7 separate regions of the Mus musculus genome follow, and regions 2, 3, 4, 5, 6 and 7 are each linked to region 1. The links are chromatin contacts, called in public ChIA-PET, HiChIP or PLAC-seq and promoter capture Hi-C maps. All regions are on one chromosome and are shown on one strand. Each heading gives the region's core, a stretch centred on a gene start, on an enhancer-like site or on the middle of the called end of the contact. The rest is flanking DNA. Distances are from core to core; before and after follow the strand shown.

Region 1 (2,544 bases), core at 21-2,520:
AACCAATGGTGCCTATATAGTCCATACCACCGACAAAAAGATCCCTCTCTAATTTCCTCTAAGCTCTTCACGTGTCTAGGAAGACTCAACCACACCAATTTCTCACTAACACCCCTACCTTTTCAGTAGAAAAAACGAGATTAGTCAACCAAAAATTAAAAGGCATGGGAGCATACTTACTTTTTTGCCTTATACACATAAGCACATCTCTTGCCTAAGTAGAACTCCGTTTCATCTCGGGCATAAACGCCTTCAATTTTAAGAAGAGCCGTGTGCTCTCTTTGGTTCCGGAGACCTCGCTTGTAGCCAGCAAAAATGGCCTTGCACCACAGCCTAAGACAACGTTAAGAAAGACATGATGACTACCCCGTTACAACTTTTCATGTATCTTTTAGCAAGCCACCATGATTTGCTTTGTAGCAATTCCTACTCCAGCTATCTACAGCAGACCTCTCGTTCCCCTCCCGCATTACACTGAACTTTAGCTTCGCGTTTAATAGAACGAAACAGAAATGGAGAAAACGACTATTGTGAGATCGCGTACCTTCCAGACATACTTGCTGTTAGAAGTCCTGTTCCCAGCAGGCCTGAAAAACAAAACCGAGAGCTCAACCGAGAGTCATGCAGCACGCATCCCACCTGTCACTATTTCCCGGCGCGAGAGATGGCTTCAGTCGGCGTCCCAAGGATGGGGACCTCTTACCTACGCCCTGCCCCCTATAGAGGCAGAGCCTGGCAAAATACTCAGGGCTCCGACAACCAATGACAACGAACGACTCGGAATCGTGGGCAAAGGCCGGGTGGGAAGGCGACTCACCCGAGACTTAACTTCTCAAACCCCAAAAGGAACCCGGAGGCGAGCTCATGCCTCCATCAGTACAGAAAGCAGCTAACACAGGCGAGATCCGGCTCTGTGCGGGGAACCCAGCTCCCAGGGACCACCGCTCCCCGGGCCAGTAAGACCGGGGGAAATGCACCCATTCTCTCCTCCCGAGCCGGAGATCGACCGAGACCAGCGAGCTCTCCTCCCCCGGCCGGGGCCTCCACACCATCAGCCCGTCATCGCCTCCATCCCGCCCTCCATCCTCCTGGAATCCCCAGAAACCTCTGGCGGTCGGGTTCTCCGAGACGCCAGGTTGTCTCGGTGAGGGATGAAACTAAACGCACCCCAGCAATCGGGCCCCAAAGCTCAGCAGCAGGAACCCCCCTCACCTCCACAGGCGCCAAGATGGCGGAAAGAGGAAGGCAAGCCCCGCCGCGCGGCCTTGTGGGACGCACGCCCCGCCCCTCTCCGCGCTTAGGCCGCTCACACTGCGCCAGAAAGCAAAGGTCAGAGACAGAGAGAGAGGCTCGACTCAGCCAAGCCGCGCTCAAGAACTTTAAATTCTTTCCCTCCTGCCCTTTCGTCTTTGTAAGCGGCAACACGTATTATTTAGGAACAAGGAAAGGCAAAATCGTAGTCGACTAAGAAAGAATCAGGGGTCCTACTTAAAAAAAAAAAAGAGCTTGCGCGACGCGTTGCCATAGCTACCGATTAGTTTGGTTCCCGCCTCCAGCTGGGCTGGTAGAGAGGTAAGGAAAAGTTAAGTGTTTTCTCCTCTTCCTAGAATGGAGACTGGGATCCTACCATATAGGAGAGAAAAACCTGGAGCATGAAGGCAGGAGTTTCTCTTGATTTGTTCTTTTATTTTTTCCCATCTTTAATTTAACAAACAGGGTGTGGTAGCCGTTGCCCGTTAACCTCAGCATTTATTCCGGAGACTGAGGTAGGAGGATCACATCACAAATTCGAGGCTAGGCTAAGTTACATAGCAAGGCCCCATCTTAACAGCAACAAACATCCATGAGGCAAACCGCGGTCCCGGTGCTTGCTTGTAACCCCAGTATTCTAGCTGTGCGAGCAGGTGAATAGGACTTAAAAGACCATCCTCTGCTACATAGGGAGTGCCAGTCAGCCTGAGCTACATGAGACCCCATCTGAAAAAAAGGGAGACGATGTGAGGAAGTGAGAGATAGAAGATATCCTTCCATCCTTTCCCTGACTTGTCGGATGCAGATAAATTTTTTAAAATTCATTTATTTATTATATGTAAGTACACTATATCTGTCTTCAGACACTCCAGAAGAGGGAGCTAGATCTCGTTATGGCTCCATGTGGTTGCTGGGATTTGAACTCTGAACCTTCGGAAGAGCAGTCAGGTGCTCTTACCCACTGAGCCATCTCACCAGCCCACAGATAAATTTAATAGACTCAGATTTACAGTTCCTAACTTGTGCATTAATTAAGGCGAACTGATGGATCCATTCATTTAATCAGAGAGTAATTTATTGAATGACTACCACTACCAAGAATGCTGTAGGCTTGTAGGGCACCAGAGTAAACAGACTAAAACGTCTGCCCTCTTGCAGCCTACATGAGGGAGCAAGGATGGCATGTTGGCTCTGGTGTCTGTAATCCTTGCACTTAGAAGGTTGAAGTATGAAGATTGCTCTGTTTTAGGTCAGTAAGAGGTACATTATGTGTACACAGATATCCTGAGCTAC
Region 2 (2,544 bases), core at 17-2,516, 980 kb after region 1:
CTCAGAAATTCGCCTGCCTCTGCCTCCCAAGTGCTAGGATTAAAGGAGTATGCCACCTCGCCCAACTACTACAGTACTTTCTAATATACCCATCTTACACCAAGGTGCAGCTACATAAGTCTTGTGGTTTTGGTTGTGAGCCTAGCCTTCATCTCTCACTGACCGTGGCAATCCTCTTCCTACTTGTAATCCTTTCCCCTCAGTTCTTCCGAGTTCCTTTTTCTGTTTTAACTGCCACCTTCTCTGTCCACTCTGTCCACGGTAATCCCTCAGCTTTTTCCCCACCTTGTAACAGGTATCAGTGTTTTGGTTTTTATGTTTTCATACGTTTTTTTGGTTGTTTTTTTTCTGAGACAGGGTTTCTCTGTATAGCCCTGGCTTTCCTGGAACTCACTCTGTAGACCAGTCTGGCCTCGAACTCAGAAATCTGCCTGCCTCTGCCTCCCGAGTTCTGGGATTAAAGGCGTGCGCCACCACCGTTTTCATGTTTTTAACCTTTACAAAGACTAGGTGAAGCATGTTCATTTCTGGTACCTAAATGGTCTTTTGTAGATATTAGATATTGACATAGTTGTGGAATAAGAATACATGAATTAACTCCTCCATTGATAAAATACAGAAAAATAAAAAAATCTTTGTTTTGCAAAGAGGGAGGACCTAATTTAGCAGCATAATCTGATTCAACTTAATCTGGTTAAATTTGTAGGAAAAAAAAAAGCGGTGGCGTCGCATTCCTTTAATCGAGGCCAGCCTGGTCTTCAAAGTGAGTTCCAGGACAGCCAGGGCTATACAGAGAAACCCTGCCTCCAAAAAACCAAACCAAACCAAACCAAACCAAAAAACAAAGTGAGCTGGGCAGTACCTCTTCAGGAGGCAGAAGCAGGAGGATCTCTAGTTCAAAGTCAGCCTGGACTACAGAGTGAGTTCCAGGACAGCCAGGACTCGAAAAGCCATCCCTCCCCACAAAACACCAATTGGTGAATGGATACATTCTCAGAAACAAAGACCCTCTACACACAAATATGTTTGGATCAGCTGTTCTCCGTCAGCTTTGTCAGTAGGTAAACCGTAACTGCAGACAATGCAGAATGCTGATAAATGAGGGACAGGTTTTCTCTGTAACGCCCACTGTCCTGAGTCTCCCTAACAGATGACTAGACTACGGTTCCCAGCCGCCCTGTGAAAGCCCGCCCCTCGGGTCATGACGCCACTTTCAGGGCGGGGCTGTCTTACGGCCCCGCCCCGCGCCCCCGCCGCCGCCCTCCCCCAGGGTTGTGGCCACGCGCAGCGGCAGCGGTTGTTCCGCTTCCCCTCCGGCCCGGGCCGTCGCCATTGCCGAAGGCTCCTGCCCTCCCCTCCCTGGCCCAAGGGGTTCTGCGCCTCACGGCCTCGGTAGCGACGGCCGCGCCCCGCGCCGCTCCCCTCCGCCCTGCCCTCCTCCCTCTCAGCGCCCCAGCGCAGTGCTCGCCCGCGTCGGCCAAGCAGCCCGCCCTGGGTCGGGCGGAGACCTTTCCTCTCTGGTAAGTGCGGTTGCCGCTCGCCCGGGCCGGGCCGGGCCGGGCCGAGCCGCCGCCCTCCTCCCGCCTCCGCGGCCTGGGCCCAGCGGCCCGGGACGCCAGCACCTGCGGGCGGGCCCGCGGCTCCGGGCGGTGGCTCATTGTCTGCGCCCTGGCTCTAAGCTTCGGCCGAGAGGAAGCTTGCTGGGCTGTGGGGACCCTGGCCACTCCGGCCGTCCTTGCCCTTCTCTCCCGCCGGCGCTGCACCGGACGACTCGGGTTTGTTCCTGGATGTTCCCTCCTTTACCAGCTGCGTTCTCTGCAGTCTCGTCGCTCGGGAATCCTGTCGCGAGCTCCTTAAGTTCAGTGTGTAAACTCTTCCTCCTCCTCCACATTAGGAAAAAGTTTTTGCCGGGCTCTGGGAGCCTGCGTTTAAGAACAGAAGTTAAGGATCTTACGGTTTTTGCTTGATCTTTAGCCAGGAGGTGAATATTTGCTTCTTAAGGTTAACTTGGGCTGAGGTTGGCTTTTCACCATGTTTGGCTGTCTGAAACACGCGCGCCCTCACAAGAAAAAAAAAAAGTTGCTGCAAATAACTTAATGGACTCAGCCTTTTGATTAGTTCTAGATCAAGTCGTCCAAGACAGAAGTGTGTTAAATAATTGCCATTGTGGCTTGATGGGAAGGAGGCTCTCTCCATCCCCTGTCTTAATAGAACTAGGTAGAGTGGAAGTGAGATTTGTTTCCTCTTTGACAAATCACCAACTCCCATCGATAGCCGCCAGGTTCTTCTTTACAAGTGACCTGTAGATTTTCCAGCTTTTCGTTTCTAACCTTTTAAAAAAAGACAACCAAACCGGTTAGGCCCAAAATTAGACAACGACGAGCTGAGCTGTGTTTTGGGTGAAGGTTGTGCACGTCACGTTTTTCCCCTGCTGTATTCGACTCTTCCGCTCTTATAAAGTAGGCAGGATATTGAAATAAATACACAAGAATTTGCTCTGGGGATTTTTTTTTTTTTTTTTTTGGTAGAGCTATCCAAAAGAAT
Region 3 (2,544 bases), core at 27-2,526, 960 kb after region 1:
AGACAGCTACAGTGTACTTACATATAATAAATAAATAAATCTTAAAAAAAAAAGAAAAATAGGAATAAAAGTGAGAGAAAGAGAAAATGAAATGTTCATCTAACTTCTATTCTTTTTTCTAGCTATATGTATGTCACATACATATATGCATAAATATAAATACATATATAGACTACAGTTTAGTTTTATCTCATACATACGGTTTCCTGTATTAAATGCAAATTTTATGGTTGCTAGGTAGATTTATCATATAGGATCACAGTCTGTATTCTCACCCTACTGACAGATGTGAGATTTTTACTCCTATGAGGTCAACCATAATAAAGTGCTGCCTTTCACATTGCTGGGCTTTGCCTTTGATCTGAGCCAATGCCCAGACACTATTCCCAGTTCACCTCACTAGAGTGTGATGTCAGTAAACTTTCCAGACACTATATGGTCTACAAACATAAGCAAAGGGCCACACTTGTGAATAGAGTCGATAATAACGTAAGGTCTTCACTAAAGAGTTTTCCTTTTAATTTATTATTATTATTGTTGTTGTTGTTTCAAGTCAGGATTTTCTGTGAAGCTCTCGCTGCCCTGGATTCACTCTGTAGACCAGGCTGGCCTCAAACTCAGAGATCTGACCGCCTCTACTTCCCGGGTGCTGAGATTAAAAGCATACACCACCACTACCTGGCCTTTTTTTTTTTTTGTTTTTGTCCATATTTCTTAATAGCATGTTTGTAGTGCTATATTACACTATCCTCCCACTTTCGAGACCCCATAACCTGCCTGCCGTTCAGCACCAGCACTAGGTCAGCTAACGCACTGGGAGGAATGACATTACATTTACCTAATGTATTTTTACCTGATATACTTTTCCTACTAGAGATTTGTTCCCCACAACACCGAAGGGAATACTGAGGTCCCGATTCATGTCCTCACCAATGCAAGGCGACCCTACTTACCCTTGAAGAAGTACAGGAAGTGCACATCTGAACAGCAGTGAGGGGGTGGTTTCCATCCTACTGCACTGCACAGAGGAGCTTAGGTCGACTTTGAGGCGAGGTGGAGCCTGACGCTGCAGGAAACGGCGATAGCCATAGCCTACAGGAATAACCATGGGGTGAACTCAGAGGCAGGGGGCTCAGCCCGCACGCATCCGGTTGTGGGCAGGAAGCGGGGCTGAGCGCGGGGAGTGCGGTCCTAAGGCAGCTCGCCCGGTCCAAGGGCCCACCTAGGCGCCCCGAGGATCGTTCCCAAGGCAACAGAAGGCTCTCAATTTGCGCTTGCGCAGCCTCTCGCCCCGCCCCGGCCGGGATGACGAGGGGCGGGGCCAGGGGGCTGGCCTCTCCGGAACCTGGAGTTGTAGGGAGATCCTAGGGTGGAAGTGTTAGCCGAGTTCTGTTCGGGTCATCGGGAAAGGTGAGCGCGCGCTCAGCGTGCTCAGATTCCTTCGGTGACCGCAGCTTGCCCCGAGCGCCCCTTTCGGGCGTCGGGCTCCGGCGTCCTGGCTGCCGGCGCTGTGGCCTGGCTGCTCCTTTGGGCAGCCTGGCTGGTCGGCAGGCTCGCCGCGGACTTCAGCGACGCCCCTTTCAGCGCTGGTAAAGGTCAGGGGGCTGAGCGAGTGTGTGCGGAGCTGGGGCGGAGGTGGGGAGCACCCGCGGCGCCTGGGGTACCCGAGGCCGGAGGAAGTTAGCAACAAAGGCCCTGTGCGCCCTTCCCTCCTTGTGATCTTTGCTGGGGGTCCCATCCCGGGCTTCAGAGCCGGGCTTTGTCTTTCCAAGGCGGGACTGGCCACGCTGTGACCCAAGTACGAAACAAGTACAGCAAGCCACGAAGTATCTTGGGGTGCTTATGGTTCCCCTGAAGATGCCTTGTGCTGCCTGAGAGGCAGTGAACCCTCGGCATCCAGCGAAGTGTGAGAATGCCCAAACAGCATGTATGGGAGAAGGGGTGAGGTGATGTGTTGTGTGACATACTTCCCAGGGACACACGCACGCACGCACACACGCACAACCTGCTCACTCCAGAAAGGTAACCTTTGTACCAGTGTCCAGTTTGGTAAACCAATGATTTTTTTTTTTTAATTGGGGCTACTATTAGAAATATGGGTGAGGGGCTACTTACTAGAAGCAAGGATAACTCAAAAGAAGCTGCATCAGTAGAAAGATAAAATGGGTGAGTCCTGAAAACTGCAACCCTGGAGCTCACTAAGCGACTTCCAGACAGCTCTTCAGTCCTAACACTAGTTTCCCCCCTCCCATCTCTTTTTCTCTGCAGTTTGCCCCCAGCAACTGTTGACTCGCTTTTATATTGTAGGACCCTCAAGCGTCTCCCAACTGCTTATTCTCCTGGCTTCATGTTGCTGAGTAACAGGTTTATCAGTGATTCACACTCTTATTTTAATGTTCTTCCCACACATTTCTTGCCAGTGTTTTAGAGCAGGGTACCTGGCTACTGAACCTTTAGGGTTTGTTTGTTTCTTAATATTTGATACTTGAGAAATGGTCTTTCTTGGAACTTGGTATGTAGACCAAACTGAGTGCTGGAACCAAA
Region 4 (2,544 bases), core at 29-2,528, 910 kb before region 1:
GAATGAGGCTGATCTATTGAGCATTCTGTCAATTAACAGCACACAGAGATGAACGTAGTTGTTGACCTAGCAAGAAGAACAAAGCATTTTAACATCTGAATTCTTATTTAATCAAGGCCTTACTGAAGTTGCTGGTAATGAGAAACAACTGTCAAGACAACAAATTTTACCTGTCATGGTGGTGAACACTTTTAATTCAAGCACCCAGGAGGCAGAGGCAGATGGATCTCTGTGAGTTCGAGGGCAATCTGAGCCTTCACTACATTGTGAAGTCTACATCAGGCTGGGTAACATAAGGAAGCCCTGTTTCAAACCCAAAACAAACGCTGGGATCTATGGGGGTTTCCACGCTGGGAGCTCAACACGATCTCTTTAGAGAAAACAAAGAGACAAAATGAAATCTCAGTCTGTTTGATAAGTGGCATTTCCTTAAAATAGGAAAATACAGTCAATCCCAGCACTTGAGAGGCAGGTGGATCTCTGAGTTCGAGGCCAGCCTGGTCTACAGAGTGAGTTCCAGGACAGCCAAGGCTATACAGAGAAACCCTGTCTCAAAAAAAAAAAAAAAAAAAAAAAAAAAGAAAAAAAGAAAAAAACAAACAAACAAACAAAAAGGAAAATACAGTCTTAGGGGATTATCATTATTATTAACACAGGCTCACTAGATACCTAGGTCAGCCTTGAACTTGGAATCCTCCCATTTCAGGTTCTTACATAGCTAGGACTACAGGAGTTCACTTAACCAGCTAAGGGTTTTGTAAACCAAATATGCTTGAGTTTTCAAACTGCCCAACATTCCCCTTCCAGTTAGCCAATAGATACTGTCAGTTGATCCTCCCTAACTGGCCCCACCCTTCTTCATCTGGTACACTTCAAGTGGTCTAAAGGAAGTTTGTCAGCCCCTGAGTGCACGGTGACCTGCTTCAGATTTCTATGTGCAAATTACTATGAAACTCTCCCACGCCAACTGCTGTAAAATTAATACAAGAAGGTAGCCACAGGCTCTGTCTTAGAGGATTTTTATTTTATGGAAAGAAACCCTGAGAGATTAGGGAAGTGGCTGTTAACAGTGACTGGATCAGATAAAGAAGCGCTCAGCTATAAACAAAACAAACAAAATAAAAAATGAACGAAGCCTACAGATCCCTCCGGGGGAAATCAGGCTTCGATCTAGCTTTCAGGTTTGAAAACCCACCTCCCCAACCAGGAAGCATCTAGAACACTCAATGAAGCCCGCGGCCCGGGCCGGAAAGGGGGGCGGAAGAGGCGGGACTTCTGGGTGACGTCACGGGCCCCAAGCCCCTCGGCTTCCAGAGCGAACTGAGCGCGCGAGAATGGAGGTCGCCAGCCAAGCCCTGGGCCCCTTGGTCACCGAGCTGTATGACGTGCAGGCTTTCAAGTTCGGGAGCTTCGTCCTGAAGAGCGGGCTCTCCTCCCCAGTCTACATCGACCTGCGGGGCATCGTGTCACGCCCGCGTCTTCTCAGTCAGGTACCAGCCCCGAGGGACGGGATGGCTCCGGGTGGCGGGAAAAGAGAGCAGGAGATGGCGGGGGTGGCCGAAATTGGGGACAAGGGAGAGCCACAGACCAGGCAGGCAAGCCCTCCCGACTGCTGGTCTGGAGAGTGTGGAGGAGCTTGGGGACCGGGAGCCTTCAGCTTCTTTGAGACCTTGTTTCTGGACCGATCGGTGTAGACACGTGTTTTGCGAGAGTCCGGGTGTCCTGTTGGGCTCTGGCCGGCGGAGAAGTCCTTGAGTGAGTTCTGTGTACCTAACCCCCAGAAAGTGACAATTAGGGAGGAAAGGAAAAGGCGGGAGGGTGGAGAAATTAGTAGCGGATCAAACGACTCGATTTAATAGTGCATGGCCAGTAGCAAGAAGTGAAAGCCATATGGTGGATACCAGAAAGGCAGAATTTTTTGGTTGGCAAGGGTAAAGTGTGCACTTAGAGGTTTCTAGCCTGTTGTTTCTCAAACCTCGTGTCGGTTGTCTGTGAGTCACCGCCAAGTCGGCCTTGAGGCAGTGCTTTCTAGAATAACAAGCCTCCAGCCGAACTGCATGCAGATGGCATTTAGAATAAAAGGTTAGAAATGGCAGGAAGTGTTGCTAGGGACTCTGTGTGGATTATAGATCATTGTGAAGTTTGTATTAGCGTTTATAGTGGGTGTGGGTGTGTGTCCAGGTGTGCACGTGCCGTGGTACACTTTCGAAGATCAGAGTGTGTTCTCGCCCTCCCTCTCTGTCTTGAGGGTTAAACGGATTGAACTCAGGTGGTCAGGCTGGGCAGAAAAACCTTTACCAGAGGAGCCAGTGTGCCTGCCAGAATTGTTAATAAATAAAGCACTGGGGTTGGAGTCAAAAGTTAAAGGTCCCACTTCATAGTGCTGCTCAAGGCCAGCCTGGGCTACATGAGAATTTGTCCCAAGACCAAACATACTAATGGAATAGTTAAAAGTTACTAGTGGCTACTTTGTTGCCTAGTGTAACTGTAGAATATTTCCATTATTTGCAGAGGTCTATCAAGACATAATATGTATGTAGCCAG
Region 5 (2,544 bases), core at 12-2,511, 810 kb after region 1:
GCATTAGCATGACCACAACAGACAAGAATTTGGGTTACTTGGTGCAAGACATCTTGAGGAAGGGATTAGCAAATCATAAGCATGTAATTATACCAGGGTAGGGAAGCAGCTGCTGTTCATTTGTTTTTACTAAAAACCAGGAAGTTAATTACACATAGGTGGATCTCAGGCAAGGTTTACTACATAAAAATTGCATGACACTGGACTTGATGCCTGAGTCTGTGAGCCCTATTATTATAATAATCACTTCATAGAGCTGCGTTGAGAATTATATATAAAAAAAAGTCAGATTAAAAGATCTCATCTATGCCTGGCTCACACTGTAGTTCTTTTACTTTATTTTATGTGTATAGCATGTATGTGTGTACAGCTCAGTCATTCCCGAAGCCAGAAGAGGGTTTGGCTCCCCTTGAACTTAAGCTACAACTCAGGTTAAGCCTTGAGCACCCATATGGGTGCTAGGAACGAACCTAGGTCCTCTACAAGAGCAGAAAGTGCTCTTAACTGCTCAGCCATCACTCCAGTCTCTATTATTCTTTTTCTAAATGCTCTTTAAAATAGCATAACTAAATAATGCTAGGTTCTTTTCCTCCCAGGAAATCATCTTTATGTTTCCACCTTACCTCATTCTAGGGATTAACAAATTACCAAACAAAACAAAACAAAAAAACCCAACAACAACACGTTTTTCTTAATCTTTTTACTACTACTTTTTACTGAACACACTATATTTTGTCCAAAAAGATTGTGACACTTAGTATTCAAATGACACTTTGAGATTACCTACACTTGTTTATTTAATCTCAAATATAATAAAACCTGCGTATTTACGAGGGTTGCTCAGGTTTAGCCACCTTACTTTGAGAATGGGTTCTGGTGAGTCCCCTACGGCGCTAGCCAGGAAAAGAAGATGTCAATTTCTCAAGGTAAAAAAAAATAAAATATAATAAAATGGATCTAACCTGACCACGACAAGAGGTCCTCAACTGCGCAAAGGGAAAGGAAATTGATCCAAGCGACCTGAAGGTGAAGGATCTAAGAATTGGCTAGCAAAAAAGGGAAGTGTCGTGAACAAAGTTAGAGAGGGAGCAGAAACCAAGTGAGACGGGAAACTCCGTAGGAAGAGAGGCCAAGGAGAGCCGAGTCAAGGCCATTAGAGGAAAAACAGAAAAAAAGCACTTGCGAACAGATCCGAACCCCGCTGGCCAACAGCCTCATACCTGGGCTTCCCGTTCCCGGTGGCGCCGAGCGATGACCTCACACGCAGCATCCAATCCCATCAAGCTTTAGGGAGCGAGGCGCCTCTGCCGAACAGTCACTTCCGGGCAGAGAGGCGCGGCGGGCGAGCTGGGCGTGCGCCCTTGCTTCTTGCCCTCAACTCGCATGGCGGATCCCGGGGCGCGTCGCGGGCAGGCCGGGCGAGGCGGGCGGTTCCGGCGCCCGCGCTGAGCGGCTCCGAGGGGCGGGAACCCGAGCGGCTCGCGCCATCTGCCCTCAGTGAGGCGGGGCGCGCAGCGGACGCCCCGGGGCAGGGGCGGGAGCGGTGGAGGCGCGAGCGGCTGGCGCTGAAAGGGGCGGTGAGCGAGCCGCTCGCGGCTGTAGGCGAGGCTTGGCCTCCCGCGCCGAGACGGGGCGAAGCGGCGGCGGCGGCGGCCCTCGGGCCGGCTGGTGAGGCGATGGCGGCGCCGGGCCCGGGGGCTGGGGCAGCCTCGGGCGGCGCTAGTGGTGGCGGCGCCGGTGCCGGCGGCGGCGCCAGCGCGGGCTCGGGGTCCTCCGGGGTCGGCGGCCGGTTGCCCAGCCGGGTGCTGGAGTTGGTGTTCTCCTACCTGGAGCTGTCCGAGCTGCGGAGCTGCGCCCTGGTTTGCAAGCACTGGTACCGCTGCCTCCACGGCGACGAGAACAGCGAGGTGTGGCGGAGCCTGTGCGCCCGCAGCCTAGCAGAAGAGGCTCTGCGCACGGACATCCTCTGCAACCTGCCCAGCTACAAGGCCAAGGTGAGGGAATCCCGGGGCCACGTCGAAGCTCGGCTCCTCTCCCGCCCGCCGCTCTCGGGGTTTATCTTCAAAGCTTGAGTCAGAGGTTTCACCTCAGCATCCCGCCTTCCCACGGCTTCAGCCAGTCAGGACCACTCTCACCCCTCCTCTCCATAACGATCTTTTCTTTGGATTGAAGTTCTGCTTCGTAATCCACCTCACTTTTTAAAATACTAGGTGGTTTCCCATCATTCATTTTCAGCAGTCTTTCTACTTTCGACAGTCTTTGCTCTTAAAGACAGATCACCAGCCGATACTCATGAGCATGTATTTTTTCTGGCCTCCAAGTAGACTTAAGGCATTAGTTCGTCGATGTCGCTTTAAAATAGGTCTAGTTGCTGGGATCTTTTGCGTTCACTACCCCTTTTCCTAGCTCTGATTAACAAGAACATTATTTTCACCCACGTTCTCTTAGGGCCACAATATTTCACGATTCCAAGTGATGATAAGACTAGGCATCCTGCTAATTAACTTGTAAGAAAGAGACTTTACTATTACTTCCTCTCATTGG
Region 6 (2,544 bases), core at 20-2,519, 720 kb after region 1:
ATCAAAGAAAGGATAGTCCTGTTGAGAGGGGGAACTAACTTTCTGACCTCTTTTCAAAATGACAAACTAGAACAGCAAAATCACACTCAGGCACATGGAGTACTGTTCTCTCAAATCACTCCACAGAGAACTTCATCATTTGCTCCGCCCTCTAATAACTCATGCAAAAAAAGTTCAGCACCATCGGAGAGAAACAAGACATAGCGCATTCACAGAATGGCTTAAAGTCTTTCCTCCCGGCGGGTAAGAGAACCTGCGTTTGCCCTTCGTCGGGGTCCGAAGGGAAAGAGAAACCTAGGCCTAAGGTTTCACGGATACTGACACCTAGAAACAGATTTCTCTGCAAGAAGTTTCTGCCGCCATCCCCATTTTATCAGCAAAGACTCGGGCGCCATCGTCTCGATGTTTGGTTTTATTATGAGGAGGTGGGAAAGGCCACCCAGGATTACTTTAGGCCTCACACACACACTAAGCTCAGGGTTCCCCCCCCCCCTATTCCTATGTGAAACCCTCGGTCCCTAAGGTGCCCCTCCGCACCCCTTGTTCCCGGCGGCAAGTCCCCCGGGATGTGTGAAGGCGCAGCAGAACCCACCCGCCTCACCGTTAAAGCGAGACGGCCCTCACACGGCAGGGCCACCGCCAAGGCTCCGGGGGGGCCCAGCGAGGGGAAGGGTAGGCCGGGGCCGAGGGACAGGGACGATGACCTGGCCGGGAAGAGAGGATGGCATGGGGGGAACGGACTGCACCGCCTGGTCCGCGGGCAGCACGATACCGAGAGGAGGTGATGAGGGAGGAAGAGGGCGGTGGCCCGGGTGCGGCCCCCTACTCCTCCGGCCCGCAGGTCCCGGGCCCCTGGCACCGCGGGCTCGGCCCATCCCCTGTACTGGACCGGCTGGGGGCGTGGGGGGCCTGTCTGGGAATAAGGGGAGACCGAATCCAGGGACTGAGGGGCACGCGCGGGGTGGGGGCGGGGGAAACCTGCCTCCCGCCTGAACCGCAGACCCCGGCCGCCGCCGCCGTCGTCGCCTGTGCCTCAGGAGAGGGCAGGAGCTGAGGGGAGAGCCCGAGTGAGGAATGCACCAAGGTGAGGCGAAGCCCGGGACAGCCCCGACAGCCTCCCCGTAGCCGACTCTTCACCTTCCCGTAACCGCGTCTCTTACCGGTGATGGCGGTGAACTGCTGGATTAACCCCTTCAGCGCCGACGACGCCGCGGAGCCCCCGTGGGCAGCCATCTTACCGCCGCCGCCGCCGCCGCGGAACAACAACACAGACACACACGGGGCTCCCTCCCCCACTCCGCGGCGTGCTGTGCGCAGGCGCACTGGCAGGCCCGAAGCTCCGCCCTCTCCCTGTCTGTGCGCGTTTTGCGCAGGCGTACTCTCCGCGAGCCGCCGCTTTGGTTTGAAGCCTGTGCTGCTGGCTGGTAGCTATTCTTTGAAACATTTGGTGCCTTCTCTGAATTCCGGAGATATCCTCCTAAGTACCGCATTGAATCCCAACATCCCAAAGAATCTTCAGACCTGAAATACCAAACTCTTGATGAAACGCTCAGGGTTTCACATAAAGTAGGTATTTTGTTTGGTTTTATGTGACGTTTCTTAAATTCTAAAGTGTAAGTTAATAGCTTAGTAAAAAATGAACCAGTCTATAGTAGACTTTAGTAAATGATTGTTCGCTCTGTTTTTCTTCAACAAATGTCTCAGTATATCTCCCCCCAGGCTCATTCTTACTTTCTAAAGATATTAAATCGGGAGGTTTTTTGGGGGGGGAGTTGTTTTTTATCCTTAAACAAAGATATATGCAGATACAGTAAATAAAATAAAGAGAACACTGGAAAGTGGTCCTGAAAACACCGATAATAGTTACAACTAAAAAAGAACTTGATGAGCCGGGCAGTGGTGGCACATTCCTTTAATCCCAGCACTTGGGAGACTGAGGCAGGCGGATTTCTGAGTTTGAGGCCAGCTTGGTCTACAGAATGACAAGGACAGCCAGGGCTACACAGAAAAACTCTGTCTCGAAAAAAAAACATGATGAAAGGGGCATTAGGAGGGCTGATGAGATGACTCGGCAGTTGAGAGCACTGACTGCTCTTCCCAAGGTCCTCAGTTCAAATCCCAGCAACTACATGGTGGCTCACAACCATCCGTAATGAGGTCTGATGCCCTTTTCTAGAATGTCTGAAGACAGCTACAGTGTACTTACATTTAAATAAATAAATCTTTAAAAAAACAAAAGAAAGAAAAAAGAAAGGGGCATTTAGCTTAGTTTTCATACTTTATTTTTAAATAAGGTAATAGTGTGTAACTTGCACAATTCTAAATACTTATTGCATTGCTGGTGTGTCAACTTGACACAAGCTAGAGTCGTGAGAGAAAAAGGAGCCTCAGGGGAGGAAAAGCCTCCATGAGATCCAGCTGTATTTTCTCAGTGAGTGACCAGTGAAAGTGGGCCCGCCTATGGGCGGTGCCATGCCTGGACTGGTGGTCCCTGCTTTTATAAGCAAGCAGGCTAGCACACCATGGGAAGCAAACCAGTTAACA
Region 7 (2,544 bases), core at 24-2,523, 630 kb before region 1:
CCTCTGCCTCTTACGGGAGGACAAATGGCTAACATCACCTAGGCTGGTTTGGTTCACAGCACTTTCTACTATTTTTACTTTCATTTTGTCACCTCTTGTCACTTGGAGGCAGGGAGGAATGGGGCCCCTCCATTCCACAGATGGGGAAACTGAGAGCCAAAGATGAGACACAGCCAAGGTCGTGTGGGGGTTACATTAGAATCCCACCCAGGCCGTGGCATTTTCTTCCAACAGAAAAAGGAACTAGAAACAAAGGAGGCAGGCACAGGAGCTGAGTCCCCATTCTGTGACCAGGACAGGCAGTGCCTGCCTGCACAGCAAGCAGCTGGCTGGGGGAGGAAAGGGCCCAGGACAGTCCAGAGCCAGTCAGTGGCTTCCAGGGGTTTGACCTTGCAGCGCCCCCAGCCCCATCCCAAGTAACCCTGCTCCTAAGGTTAACTGGGTAGCTTTGTTTTAAAGCGCACTCTTTGTCCTTTATGAAGTCCTAAGTACTAGAAGCATTCCAAACTCCGAAATCCGTTATTTACTTATACTGGAAAGTCAGGCTTTAGACCAGGAGAGACCAGTTCTAAATCTGGGGGTTGGGGGCTGAAACCGAGGGACAACAGCCAGAAGTTACCACTCCCCACGAGGTGAGAGGCTCTTTGGGGTCTTCGTTTTGTAAAAGTGAGAAGGGTGTGGGCTAATCCAGGAGAGAGTTTTCTTCCAAAGCACAGGGAGGGAATGCATGTGAACATTTTATATTCCAGTGGCCAGGGACAGCGTTTCTCCGTCCTGGGCCACCCTCAGGGTTCCACCCACGAGGGTCCACGGAGCCTCGGCCGGGATGGGGCAGCCGCGAAGCGCCCACGCCCCCTGACCCTCGCTGGAGACTCTCACTCACCCGCGCTCACGCCTCTGGGGACACGGCCGGAACGTCCCCGCCGGGTCGCGACGCCGGGTCCGGGGGCCGTATGTCCGGCGCCAGGCGGCGAAAGCGGTCCCGCGACCGGGAGGAGTGTTCGATGGGCCGGGGAGGGAAGGGAGCCCCGCGCCCCGGGGGCAGCGGGCGGCAGCAGCAGCAGCGGTAGCAGCAGCAGCAGCAGCAGCGACGGTGGCGGCCACCGCGGGGCGCGCGGCGTGGCCATGGTGGCGGCGGCCGCCCGCGCTCACATGCCGGGCGCCGGGCCGAGGGCGGCGGCGAGCGGAGCGGGGTGCGAGCGCGCTCTCAGCCGCAAAAGTTGTGGGAGCCGCGGGAGGGCGGAGGCAGCCCTGGTGCTGCCACACGCCAATCAGCCCGGGCGGGTCGCGGGGCGGGCGGCTCCTCCTCGGTTGACATCACCCGCCCCGCGCGGGGGCCCGGGGGCGGGGAGAGGGCAGGAAGAGGGCGGGGGCGGTCTCGGTCTCCCGGGTGAGTTCACGGAACCCCCGGGTGAACTCATGGAGCCCCCTGCGACTTTTGTTACAGGGCCCACACCCTGGAGTATCGCTTTGGCTTTTGGAGAAATGAAATTGGGGTGGGGGGCACTTTCCCAGTTCCTTAGCCACACAGTAGGTCTGTGAAAAGTAGATTCTGGCGGTGTAATTGACATCAGGTGAGTGAGTATACAGAGAGCTTTCAAAAGACAGAGAAGTGAATCCTAGACCCTGTTCCATACGTGGACCTGCATTGCCCTTAAGGATCTGAAGAGGCCCCAACCCACTGCCGCCCTTTTGGGTCCCCAGAATTGGTGAGAAGATTTGCTTTAGCCAGGGCGGGAACCCTCATCTTCTTGAAGGCTCAGAAGCCTGATTTCCTTCCCACGCTATCTTTGGCTTACACCATAGTTCTTCAAAGATGTCACTGCTGAGACACCCAAAGAGGCCAGAGGGAAGAGAAAACTGAACCGAGTCTGGGGCAAGGGAAAACCCATAGCCAGGAAAAGGACAGCAATTTGCAAATTAAACATAAAAAAAAAAAAAAAAAAAAAAGCAGCCCACACAGAAGTTAAAAAGAAACCTTTAGGGGAGATGTTCCAAGACAGAGTGTCAATAAATTTGCTTGGTAAGTAAAATTCTGTGTGTGTCCCTATTCCCTCCCTTCCTAGGAGACAAATGATACAATGTCCAGATTTTAAGACCCAAATCTCTTTTCTTTGTAAGTAAAGAATGAGCAGCTCAAAATAGGGGGAAATAACTTGCTTAAGAGTTGCTAAGAGAACCAACAACTAAAGGATTTCTCATTGAATGACCATGTGGCTTCGTGCTTACCTCATAGCTTAGAGTTGTCAATAATTCAGACAATATCTCATCCAAACTGAAAACCACAGATCCCTTGGGATGCTCTCAGATGTGCTAGGGTTCTTTGTCTGTTTACCAAATGTTCAGGAGACAGGCTTGTCTCTTTCCCCATGTCTCTGCCTCTCTCTGTCTCCAAGCCTCCATGACCCGCCTCCAGGGGAACGATCAGATCATAACGTCCAGCGCATCGGTAGATGGGCCTAGACCCATTTTCTGGTGACTCGGTACAAGTGAGTCACTTGGCAGGACACAAAGGATGCTCCGTATAAACAAGTTTACCTTAGA

Evidence for each region. Promoter capture Hi-C pulls out the DNA fragments that hold promoters and counts their contacts. ChIA-PET counts read pairs in DNA pulled down with a chosen protein or histone mark. HiChIP or PLAC-seq counts read pairs in DNA pulled down with a chosen protein or histone mark. Capture Hi-C pulls out chosen DNA fragments and counts their contacts.
Region 2: a contact with region 1 is called in a promoter capture Hi-C map of liver, with 2.1 times the contacts expected there. The contact joins the promoter of Pak2 here to the promoter of Rpl35a in region 1. A contact is called at or near these places in 2 of 39 promoter capture datasets (hippocampal neurons and neural stem cells), 3 of 115 datasets of contacts at active chromatin or transcription factors (astrocytes, memory CD8 T cells and pancreatic cancer cells) and 1 of 9 other capture datasets (liver).
Region 3: a contact with region 1 is called in a promoter capture Hi-C map of hippocampal neurons, with 2.8 times the contacts expected there. The contact joins the promoter of Cep19 here to the promoter of Rpl35a in region 1. A contact is called at or near these places in 2 of 39 promoter capture datasets (erythroid cells and hippocampal neurons), 1 of 484 Hi-C or Micro-C datasets (embryonic stem cells) and 3 of 115 datasets of contacts at active chromatin or transcription factors (embryonic stem cells and memory CD8 T cells).
Region 4: a FOXA1 HiChIP or PLAC-seq map of pancreatic cancer cells shows a contact between it and region 1. The contact joins the promoter of Umps here to the promoter of Rpl35a in region 1. A contact is called at or near these places in 2 of 39 promoter capture datasets (hippocampal neurons and pre-B cells), 1 of 484 Hi-C or Micro-C datasets (CD4 T cells) and 2 of 115 datasets of contacts at active chromatin or transcription factors (astrocytes and pancreatic cancer cells).
Region 5: a FOXA1 HiChIP or PLAC-seq map of pancreatic cancer cells shows a contact between it and region 1. The contact joins the promoter of Wdr53 here to the promoter of Rpl35a in region 1. A contact is called at or near these places in 4 of 39 promoter capture datasets (embryonic stem cells, liver and pre-B cells), 1 of 484 Hi-C or Micro-C datasets (embryonic stem cells), 1 of 115 datasets of contacts at active chromatin or transcription factors (pancreatic cancer cells) and 1 of 9 other capture datasets (adipose tissue).
Region 6: an RNA polymerase II ChIA-PET map of memory CD8 T cells shows a contact between it and region 1, with 18 read pairs. The contact joins the promoter of Ubxn7 here to the promoter of Rpl35a in region 1. A contact is called at or near these places in 1 of 39 promoter capture datasets (liver) and 3 of 115 datasets of contacts at active chromatin or transcription factors (astrocytes, memory CD8 T cells and pancreatic cancer cells).
Region 7: a contact with region 1 is called in an RNA polymerase II ChIA-PET map of memory CD8 T cells, with 25 read pairs. The contact joins the promoter of Heg1 here to the promoter of Rpl35a in region 1. A contact is called at or near these places in 3 of 115 datasets of contacts at active chromatin or transcription factors (effector CD8 T cells, memory CD8 T cells and pancreatic cancer cells).

The regions. Positions count from the first base shown.
Region 1 is chr16:33,055,179-33,057,722 of GRCm38.p6, reverse strand. Rpl35a (ribosomal protein L35A) reads right to left here and starts at 1,270. Exons shown (of 5, transcript NM_001130485.1): 1 at 1,213-1,270; 2 at 545-587; 3 at 181-333. The coding sequence starts at 555. It overlaps Iqcg (IQ motif containing G), which reads left to right and starts at 1,537. Exons shown (of 11, transcript NM_178378.3): 1 at 1,537-1,572.
Region 2 is chr16:32,078,064-32,080,607 of GRCm38.p6, reverse strand. It overlaps Pak2 (p21 (RAC1) activated kinase 2), which reads left to right and starts at 1,266. Exons shown (of 15, transcript NM_177326.3): 1 at 1,266-1,520.
Region 3 is chr16:32,098,521-32,101,064 of GRCm38.p6, reverse strand. It overlaps Cep19 (centrosomal protein 19), which reads right to left and starts at 1,276. Exons shown (of 4, transcript NM_025892.3): 1 at 954-1,276. It overlaps Pigx (phosphatidylinositol glycan anchor biosynthesis, class X), which reads left to right and starts at 1,338. Exons shown (of 6, transcript NM_024464.3): 1 at 1,338-1,595. The coding sequence starts at 1,496.
Region 4 is chr16:33,965,772-33,968,315 of GRCm38.p6, reverse strand. Umps (uridine monophosphate synthetase) reads left to right here and starts at 1,278. Exons shown (of 6, transcript NM_009471.3): 1 at 1,278-1,490. The coding sequence starts at 1,335.
Region 5 is chr16:32,245,944-32,248,487 of GRCm38.p6, reverse strand. Wdr53 (WD repeat domain 53) reads right to left here and starts at 1,261. Exons shown (of 3, transcript NM_001185162.1): 1 at 1,221-1,261. Fbxo45 (F-box protein 45) reads left to right here and starts at 1,463. Exons shown (of 3, transcript NM_173439.2): 1 at 1,463-1,994. The coding sequence starts at 1,677.
Region 6 is chr16:32,330,977-32,333,520 of GRCm38.p6, reverse strand. Ubxn7 (UBX domain protein 7) reads right to left here and starts at 1,269. Exons shown (of 11, transcript NM_177633.4): 1 at 1,161-1,269. The coding sequence starts at 1,233.
Region 7 is chr16:33,683,195-33,685,738 of GRCm38.p6, reverse strand. It overlaps Heg1 (heart development protein with EGF-like domains 1), which reads right to left and starts at 1,273. Exons shown (of 15, transcript NM_175256.5): 1 at 884-1,273. The coding sequence starts at 1,127.